Linked DNA regions of Gossypium arboreum: region 1 is linked to region 2. The links are chromatin contacts, called in public Hi-C maps. All regions are on one chromosome and are shown on one strand. Each heading gives the region's core, a stretch centred on a gene start, on an enhancer-like site or on the middle of the called end of the contact. The rest is flanking DNA. Distances are from core to core; before and after follow the strand shown.

Region 1 (5,130 bases), core at 2,031-4,530, 40 kb after region 2:
GAGTTGAGTAGCTGTAAAAAGAAGTTTAAAGTGCATAAAATCTCCAGGAATAAATTTTGGGACACTGAAAAAAAAAAAAGATTATTTGAGAATACAAACCCCTCAACACAGGGCTCTGGCCGTAAAGTATCAAGACTGATTCCCATCACACTCATGATAGTATTTATAGCAGCTACCCCCTCACAACCTGAACTCAAAGCCACCCTTGCTGGCTAAAAAGCACACAATAGGACAATAATATCACTTATCAACAATAAATCAATCTTACCGTGAATCAGGAAAATAGGAAAGGATGCATTTTCTAATGGGAAGTCTAAAGAATTGTGCTTCAATCACTTCTTTCAACAGGAACAATTGAGCTCAACAATCAAACAGTACCACAAAGTTTTGAGATAGAGTTACTAATAAGTTGCGTTTCTCAAGAAAACCATGGATTATATCAATCAGCGATGCCTAACAGTTTGATTGATTTAACTTTCAACCACAAAGTAACAAATAAATCTAGCCTAATATAAATTCAGGAAAATAGCATGAAAACCTCCCTTTTCCTGCTAGGAAAAAAATTCCATTTAGTTGTTTGCCTCCCCTGATAATCATGGAAATTTATTCAACAAAAACAAGAAGAAATAAGTTTTCAATCTGCAATCATTTTTGTTGTTGTTTCTCAATATCTCCAACCCATAGAAACAACCAAGGACATCCACTTACATTTATCTTCAACAATAACTTACACAATCAACAATATGGAAGAAAAAGACTGTTTAGTCCTAAATGAAAATTCAGCTTATGGCTGAAAGTTACAGCTTATATAATCTTTTCCTCTGTTTATAGAATAGAAATTTATGGTGATTTTTCAGAAACTACTGTGCTGATGAATATGGTGCTTAATAGTGGCTCAACTTACCAAAATACCCAAATGTCAAGAGTTTTGAGATATAGATATTTTTCTCCCTGGGAGCCAACTACAGAACATTATCATATATGATAGAAATTGAGTAGTTAGTCTTACACATGAATGCATTCAACTAATGGGAACTGTTATGAAATGTGCCATAAAGTTTAAGCAAATCAGACAGAGACAAGATGTCATCATTTCCAAAAATAGAGGTTTCCAAATAAGCATCTCATTTTCTTGATTCATGATAAACGCGTAAACATGCTTCTAAAACATAAGATGCTAGTCATGCTACTAAACATCAGGACTGGAAAGCAAACTCAACATAAGCAGTGACTCAATTAACAAAGAAAGAAAACATACCATTGTGATGTCGGTGATGTTAGGAGTCATCTTCGCCCATACAGGAACAGTAGCTTTTGCATTTATCCATCCACAAACTTCCTCCAATAGTGCACAATCTTGCCCAACTGCTGCACCCATTTTACGCTCAGGCATGCCATGAGGGCATGAGAAATTAACTTCAATGGCATCCTAGAAATAATGTCATTTCACGACTAAGTATTTTAAATATAAGAAATAAAGAAGCGTAGAATCTAAGTGAAGAATACAGCTTACAATCCCAGTTTGCTCTACTCGATCAATAAGTTCTTCCCAGCCAGCTTTGTTATATTCCTCCATAATGGAGGCAATCAGAATCCTGTCCGGATACTCTTTTTTCAGTTGCTTAAATTCTTTTAACATAGTTTCAAGAGGGCGGTCACTGATTAATTCAATGTTCTCCCACCCAATTATCTGTCCTTTGGCAGAGCCATTAGCTCCTGCTCGTAGCCGGGCATACCTTGGAGTTACATTGATAACCTTGGCAGCATCTAGCGACACCTAGCAGAACAAATTCGTATCGAAGATTCAACATTTATTATGCAAATGTGCATAACAGGCATATTCCAGATGTATGCGAGAAAGGAGGGGGGGGGTAAATATGCTTGAAGACCAATGTTGCTAATACCACATAGAACAGCATTCTGGTTTCCTTATTATATCTAGTACGGGACAACATGTCCCAAAAGGTACGTGCTCAGCCAATAGGATTTGGCGATCTCATGTAAGAACAGGATGGTATTTTTAAGATAGGAAAAGACTTCCTCCCATTGTGTACCCCAAGATCTTATAGACACAAAAGAGTAAGTCTCAGACACCAATTCAGAATTGCTATGAGTTGAAGGAGATCCAAAAAAGAAAAAAACTTAAGGCCAAACATGCAGGCTACTCCCAACTAACCCTCATCCAATGTTTATTACCTTAAACCAAATCTATAAGATAGAAATCTATATTTATTTAAGTAACATCCGTACAAATATGGTATAAATGCAAACAGTAAATGCGGCTTTCATTTCAAGATAACCTTTTTTTTTCTTTTCTTTTTTAAGCATTTTTCTCCGAAGAGTCGTATGATTAGGCATTGTTTTGTAAGAATAAAATTAATCCTAATATTCTTTTTCCATTTTTGCTTAGAACTTGTACTATTTTATGAACTTTGAAGGAATATTAATCGGTGCCTGACTGATCGTTTTCTTGATTCTATCATCTTTCGTTTTGGAAATACTAAGATACAAAATTAAGTAGACATCTCTTCCTCTGCTGAACCGTTCAGTCTGAGTGATTGATGAGACACTGTAAGTAAAGACGAAGTTCAACTTGTCCAATGCATCAATACGATCTAAATAACAATTTTATTCATGGATCAAACTACAACAGCGTTTTAACCACCTTAATAATAATAATAATAATAATAATAATAATAATAATAATAAAGAAAGCAAATTGTGAAGCATTTAAAAGAAAAAAGAAAAAAAGAAGAAGAAGAAGAAGGAGCTTACAGTTTTGGCAATCACAGCGCCCCAGCCTTCATCAAACGCTCTCTTCATCACAGTATAATTTGTACCGGGAGGACCCGACCCGATTACAAAAGGGTTGGGCATTTGCAGCCCATTAACGCAAACACTCAAATCAGGTTCAGAATGATTATCAGAAGCAAAAATCTTAAATCCTATCCGAGTGGGCCGAGTCGACCTGGGAGTAACATGGCGAGTGACAGCAAATGGGTTGCCGTTGCTGTGGCTGAACTTGAGCGAAGCCATGGATGTCTAACGAAGGATGGATGGATGAAGATGAGAGTCCTTTCTTAGAAAAGAAAAGAAAAGAAAAAAAAAAAAAAAAGAGTGAATCTGAATCGTAATATTGTGGAAACCAGACAACGAGGATATTCTAGGAGTCTGAGTTGTATTTTTGACTTTTTGCAGCCGAGTTTATTGCTTGCAAGCATAGGCCATTTCATCAGGATCCTAATAATGTTTATTATTTTATGAGAAGAAAACTATTCGATAATTACTTAATTTAATTAATCTTTTAAATATAATAATATAAATATATATTAATTATTTATTTAAAATAAAAATAAAAATTAATCGATTGAGTCTTAATTTAATTAGTATAAACATTATTGTCAATGTAAGAAGTGAGTTCAAATGGATTGAAGTATATTACATTTTTGTTTATAAAATAGATTAAAAGAAGTTAGTAATTTTAAATATTGTATAAAAATAAATAAATATTATCAAAATTTATAAAAAATAAAAATGTTATTTAATTGAATGTTTCGTTCTCTATTAATATTTTTTTTTACTTTTTATGATTATAATTTTGATTTGACTTTTCTAAGTTGAGTGTTTTTTTTCTTTTCTAAAGTATTTTTAACTGAAATTAATATATAATTAAAATTTAAAAAGTGAAAAAATTTAAATTAATTCTTCGTGTAATTTTTCAAAAAGCCGATAATAAGAGATAAATAATATTTATCTCTATTATTTCAATCTAAAATAATATATATTAATATTTATTGAATAAATAAAAGTTTTTTTACTGAAATAAATAGTTAATTATTTTTTAAAATTTATATCAACTTGATAAATATGATTTATATGAATCAAATATGATATATAATAGTTGAATTATTAAAATATTAATTGTAAAAATATATAACAATATATAAAAAGTGAATCCTTTTAAATATATAAACAAAATTTAAAATAGGTAAAAAATAAAAAATAAAAAATATATACTATATACATATACAATCTTTTAAAAATAAAGATAATTTCTAAAAGGAAATTGTTTTTAAGTTTTAATTCGAGATTTAAATATAGTATAAAAATTAATATTATATGTTTATGTGAGAAATGGATAAATTATACTAAAATCTGTTTCACCACTTTGTGAGTGAAAATAATAATATTGACAAAAATGATCACACTCTAAAATATATAATAATTTTAAAAGATAAAAATTTAATTTAATTTATAATTTATGTATAATAAATGACATAATTATTATTAATTGCATTCGATATTATATACTCAAATTTTTTTATATCTTATTAATTTAATATTTAATTCATTCATAACATTGATTTAATAATAAACTTAAATACAATAAAAATATATATATTAAATAAAGGAAGTGATGGTGTGACCAAAACTCCATAGGATTCCATCAAAAATAGAAAGGTGTCTATCTATTAGGCAGCTGCTTATTCGTCCATAAGTGGAAGCACAGCATCACCACCGCTTCACGTAAATATCAGATTATCTGTTTTTTTCCATTTTTAATAATTTTGATTATATTTATTTTTATTTAATATTTAAAAGTACTCATAATTTTTCTCTAATTTATAAATAAAAAGATAATATATTTCAACGTATTTAAACTTAAATTTTTACATTAAAAATAATATTTATACTAATTAAATTAAGACTTAATCGATATATATTTTTATTTTTAATTGTTTAAAAAGTAAATACGAATAGGACCTATAATTATACAAGTCTTATGAGCTTGCGGTCCATACACTTAAATTTATTATTTATTCAAAACGAAATATAGGTCGTAAGTGATGGACAATCATTTTGAATCTTGATGCCTACAATACATGTGGAAGTAGAAAAAAAGGTAATAATATTTTAACCAATACAACTGCTGCTGAGATGCCATGCCAGATTATGATATGCTAAAGCTGTCGGGAAGGCATATTATAGAATAATAATGAATAACATCATTCCATGAATCGAATATAATAATTTGGGAGGATAAGATTTTAGCTTAATAATAAAGATGTTCAATAATTTTGAGATTTCGAGATCGAGACTTATTCATGGTTGAGATCGAGGGTTAAATTT
Region 2 (5,183 bases), core at 1,930-4,429:
TAACATCAAGAAAATATTTGGACCAAAAGCATTAAAAATCCAAAAGAGGTGAAAACCTATTGAAACTAAAAGTTTTCCAAGCAAACCAAATAATTATTGAAGCAAAAACAAAGAAGAAAGCATATATACAAGTTGAATTTTACTTATAAATTAATTATCTATTTAGTGTATGAAAAGCATGCATTAGGTTTTTCTTTAACTTTCAATTTTGAATTTTAAAATTTATAATATCAAGTGTTCTTATTCTTCTCTCAAATTTTAAGTTAAAATTGTACTTTTAGCTATAAATAAAACATATATATTATTTTTAATAATCTAGAAAGAGTGGAACCAACACTGATCTATATGAAAAATAGGGAGAAAAGATAAAGAAATATGAAAATGAAAAGAACGTAAAATAACAAAGCAAATGAAAAACGAGTAGCATAAAAGTGAATAGGTATTTTTTTTTTTTGTGAAGTTCAAATATTGTAATTTTTATGAGATTGGATGTGAAAATTTTAGCTCTAAAATTCTTGGCTTTTCCTTGTTGTAATTGATTTATATATATTTTTAATATTTTCATTTTTTAAATTATTGATAAGAAAAATTTTTAAATTTCAAAATGATTTTTAACCATAGCTCGAGACCAAATTAGTTATATATAATCCTTTGATTTAAGGTGTAATGTTACTTTCTTAACAAAAATTAGCAATTGAATGATAAAAAGTAATAATTTAATAATCTTAATGACTATTATGTAACTATTAAAAATTAAATAATCGAAATGTAATTTTAAACAGAGTTTAAGTACAATTAATTTACCCACATTTCAAAGGGTTTGTAATGTGAGCTATTTAAAATTACTGAATTTTGTTACAATATCACAATATTTTTAATAAATTATTAAATTCTATAAAATTACTTCTAAGGATAATTTCACAATATTTATTTTTTTAGGAAGTCTCCAAAAGAAAGATAGGACTCTCCCCTCGTGTGGCTTTGGGAAAGTGTGTGGAATGATATAGCAATTGATTGCTTCATGATTGTCACTCAAATATTTTATTCCATTCAATATTTCCCACTTATCTATTTATCATTAAAATTATCTTAAATATTTATATTTTTAAGCAATAAAAATGAGTTTGGATGAATTGAAGTACGGTGCATTTAATTTATTTTTTGTCTCACACTATAATATCACTAGAATATTTAATATTACTGTTACGGTTGTTTTTATATTAACCGCAGATAAATACACCGCTTATTTAAACCCACCCTAAAAGACCTAAAAGAAACAAATGTGAATTTTAGTTTCCATCATAAAACAAATATATAACATTTGAAAAATAATTAAAATAATAATATGTTATATAAATTTTCAAACAAATATATAACATTAGATCAATTTTGTCGTTTGCTAAATTTTATTCGTCACAAAAGAAAATGAAAGGAAAAGAAATGAATAATCTACACAATAAAATTTGGAAACGGAAGAAAAATATTTTGAATATAAAAAATTAAATTATATTTAGATTTGATTAAGGATGTGGTTTTTATATTAATTAGTTAACTCTAATTTTAGTTTTAAAATTATGTTATATTCAAATTGAGATTTGATTAACAATGATTGATATTTGATTTTCAAATAAATTCAATTTAAGAATAATGTGAAAGAAACAAATATTTGATTTATTTGGTGGACAAATATTATGTTTATGCAATAAAGAATATAGTATGAAAGAAAAATAAAGGGAAGAAGGAAAATAAATAAATAAATTAAATGAAAAAATTAAATTGTTTAAAAAAGTAAAAGTATAAGGACTAGTTTTAATAGATAGAAAACATAGAAAAACTATGTTAAAAGAAATAGAGAAAGAAGGAAAAAAGAGGAAGAAGGAGAAGAGAATAAAAATAAAAGAAAAAATTCAAAGAACATTAAAAAAATTAAATTACTTAAAACAAAAAAAATAGGAGACAATTGTATAATTTAACTTAAAATATTCGTTTGAAATAATGATTTAATTTGACATTTCAATTTACCGTTATATCATTAATGACTAAAATATAACACGATAACTTTAATAATTAAAATATATTATTTTAAATATAAATAATTAAAATATAATGTGAGATAAATCAAATTAATTATTTTAATAGATTAACTTAAGAATAATTATAAATTAATAAAACAAAACAGTATTGCAGGAATTATTGGGTTTATAGTTAAATGATGTGAGTGGGTTGTTTGTTTGACTAAAATTTGGGTCGTTTTCAGTTCGCATTCCAAGGCAGTGTCAGAAGTTACGGCTCACCGGTTTCAAGTAGTGAAGAAGATAAAGTGAGGCTTAACCCTGGCCACTCACTTGTCACCTCACATACATTATTCACATTACATGTACATTTTCGCATTTCCATTCTTCCTTGTTAATGAATGAAATGGAATATAAAACATAATAAAATCTAAATAATAGTGATTAGATAAGTGAATTATAATTTTTATAAACTTAAAATATAATTTTATTTTGTATTATTTTATAGTTTTTAAAAGGATAAGATTGATTTTTATCAAAATATTAATTATTATTTTATTAACTTGAGATAAATATCGAATTATATATAAATCTTATTTTAATATTTAATTTAATATATAAATTTTAATTTGATATAACTATGTACATAAAACTTTGATTGTAATTTAAGTAATAGTAAACTTATCAGTCATAGAGTGGCCCCAGCAAGGAAAATAAAAATTTCATGCTGAGTGCCCAACTTTTATTTGATAAATTATTAAAATAAATCTCAATTAAAAATTAATATTTTTAATAATTTAACTTTTACTCACATTTGGGAATTATTTAAAATTTATATAAAAATAATAAGTAGATAGATAATTTACTTATTACTTAATATAGGATACGTTTAATAGTTTATTTTATTTTATTTCTTTTAAAATTATATTATCATTTATTAAATAATTTAATTATTTTTACTAAATAATATATCAAATATATTTTATAACTTATAATTAACACTATTTAAATTTTTAATTGATTAAACAAAATTTAAATTAAAAAAATTGAGGCTCGAAATGTATTTTTATGGTAAAAGGATAGTAAAGCATGTAAAGTGTTTGGACTTCATCCCAGCGTAACAGGTTATCCATTAATGAAGCTTTCAGCCATCGGTTAGGTTTGAAATTCTACAAAAGTTTCAATGGGCTTTTTGCAAAGTGGCTTTGGAGGTTTCAACGTACTGTCAAGCTTGGTATTTACACGTAGGCCTTAGAAATTTATTGGATTTGAGCCCAAACCCAAGTTTGGTATGCTTAATCAGTGTTTGATATTCATCACTTTTCAATCAATTTTTGGCACGCAAAAATCAGTTTACTTCTATCATCTTTTTTTTTGGATAAAGAAAACCAGTTTACCCAAATTTCAGGTTGACTTTCGGACCTAGTTTATTAACCTCTGAATAAATCTAGTATTAATTTATTTATCGATAAAAGAAATTATAGTAATAAAAATTTTAGATATTAAATTAAATATTTTGAAAAAAAATACCACATTACTTAAGGCCCACCCGTGATGTTATCCCAAGAAATATAGAAATTTGGACAAAAGCTTGAAACATGAATGAGAGTTGGGAGATAGGAAAAGCAGAAGTCTAGCCACATAATTTGGGAGATAGGAAATGTGACCAAATCCAAATCCACATTGTTCACGCGCACCATTACTTTATTTGCAATGCTTCTCATAATTTCCAATACGCTCCTCCTAATTTGATTCCTTCTATAAAAATATTATAGACACTTGAATATGACCAAAATAATTTGGTTCAATTTTTCTTAATTTATTTTTTAAATTATTAATGAATTCGATTAAAAAAAAAAAATCAAGGAATACAAAGTTGGGAAAGGTAAGGAAAACAAGATATTTGTTTCCCACCAAACTTGTAACCCTGCAGTGCCTACGTCTCCGCCTCTCTGTGTCTTGATATAAATAAGCTAGATTATGGGTTAAGGATCCATGAATTGAAAGTGTGATGGAGGAGAGGAAGAAGAGGAGTGAATTGAAAGGAAAGGAAGAGAGGGGTCGTGTTGCAGTTCACAGCCAAGTCAGAAAAATAAAGCAGGAATCAGATTCCGAACAAATCATGGATTGGGCGTTTGGATTTGGACAGCCGGAGGTCAGACCTGTTCGACACCAGCTTTCCAGGTCTCCCTTGGGGTTAACCGCCCCATCTCTCTCATCACTTGGATTTGATCCCCTATATATGTAATAGTTTTGGAATTTGGATGGGAAAGTTCTCATCATAGGTTTAATGGAAGCCTGGCTGACAGGTAAAGGACGTCACAACCCCATGAATATATCAATTTTAATGGATTTGGTTGCAGTCAGGTTTTGTTTTTCATTTCTTGTTCAATCTTTGAATATGCCAAAGAAACAATCTGATATATTTTCCCAATCCCTGCCCTCTGTTTCCAGGAAATGTTCCTCTTTTGTATAAATTTATGTTTCAATTGTTAAAGCAGTTTTCAGCGATGGGAATGTTTTGAAATTGGTGTTAATGTTTTCCTCTGCCAGTGCAACTCGAAATTTACCCAAGAGTCAAAATATCTAATTGGTGTTAATAGAAAGGCAAACGAATAGTAAAAAAAAGATGATCTAAAATGCTCAGTTAATCCAAAAACCACATGACAACAATCTAAATCAACCCTAATTTTTAGTTGAATATTACAACTTTTTCAAAATTACAAGCAAATGCATGGTTTCTCAAGCGGGTTAAGACTATAACGTATTTTCTAAGATATAATAGAAAATATATATAAATAAATGAAACATTTGTCATTCATTTAACTCGCCTATAAAATTTAAAAAACTTCCTAAATTTTGTAATCAATAATTATTTGAATTTATAATTTTTTAAAAATCCCAAATAAAACATTCTCAAAAACAGATGCTTTAGAAACAAAATTTTTAAAATTAAATTAATAGTGGAATTAATCAAGTCACCGGTTTAAAATATATATAAAAAAATAATTCAATTAATTTTTTACTTAATTTAACAAGTTTGTATTAATTCCCGAATAAATCAATTTAATGCCTTCCAAAATTTCAACTAGTTGTTAATCCAATCGGGTGAGATATATATTTTCCCTATCCAAATACATTACGGTAGTTTTTATTCTTAACCATTACTCT

The links. Hi-C and Micro-C count contacts between places; a contact is called where the count stands out from the background.
Region 1: a contact with region 2 is called in a Hi-C map of leaf, with 1.7 times the contacts expected there. The contact joins the promoter of LOC108457198 here to the enhancer-like site in region 2. A contact is called at or near these places in 2 of 5 Hi-C or Micro-C datasets (both in leaf).

The regions. Positions count from the first base shown.
Region 1 is chr9:81,844,157-81,849,286 of ASM2569848v2, forward strand. It overlaps LOC108457198 (dihydropyrimidine dehydrogenase (NADP(+)), chloroplastic), which reads right to left and starts at 3,281. Exons shown (of 7, transcript XM_017756110.2): 1 at 2,776-3,281; 2 at 1,514-1,777; 3 at 1,259-1,429; 4 at 100-212; 5 at 1-11. The coding sequence starts at 3,036.
Region 2 is chr9:81,803,767-81,808,949 of ASM2569848v2, forward strand. All of the region lies in intron 2 of LOC128280399 (a long non-coding RNA gene), which reads left to right. Among protein-coding and RNA genes, the nearest start is that of LOC108456353, 7.8 kb to the left of the region's middle. Within about 2 kb of position 3,180, at least 2 of the 2 cell types and tissues checked have an H3K27ac peak or open chromatin away from gene starts, as enhancers often do. A contact at or near this core is called in leaf, where this site is marked.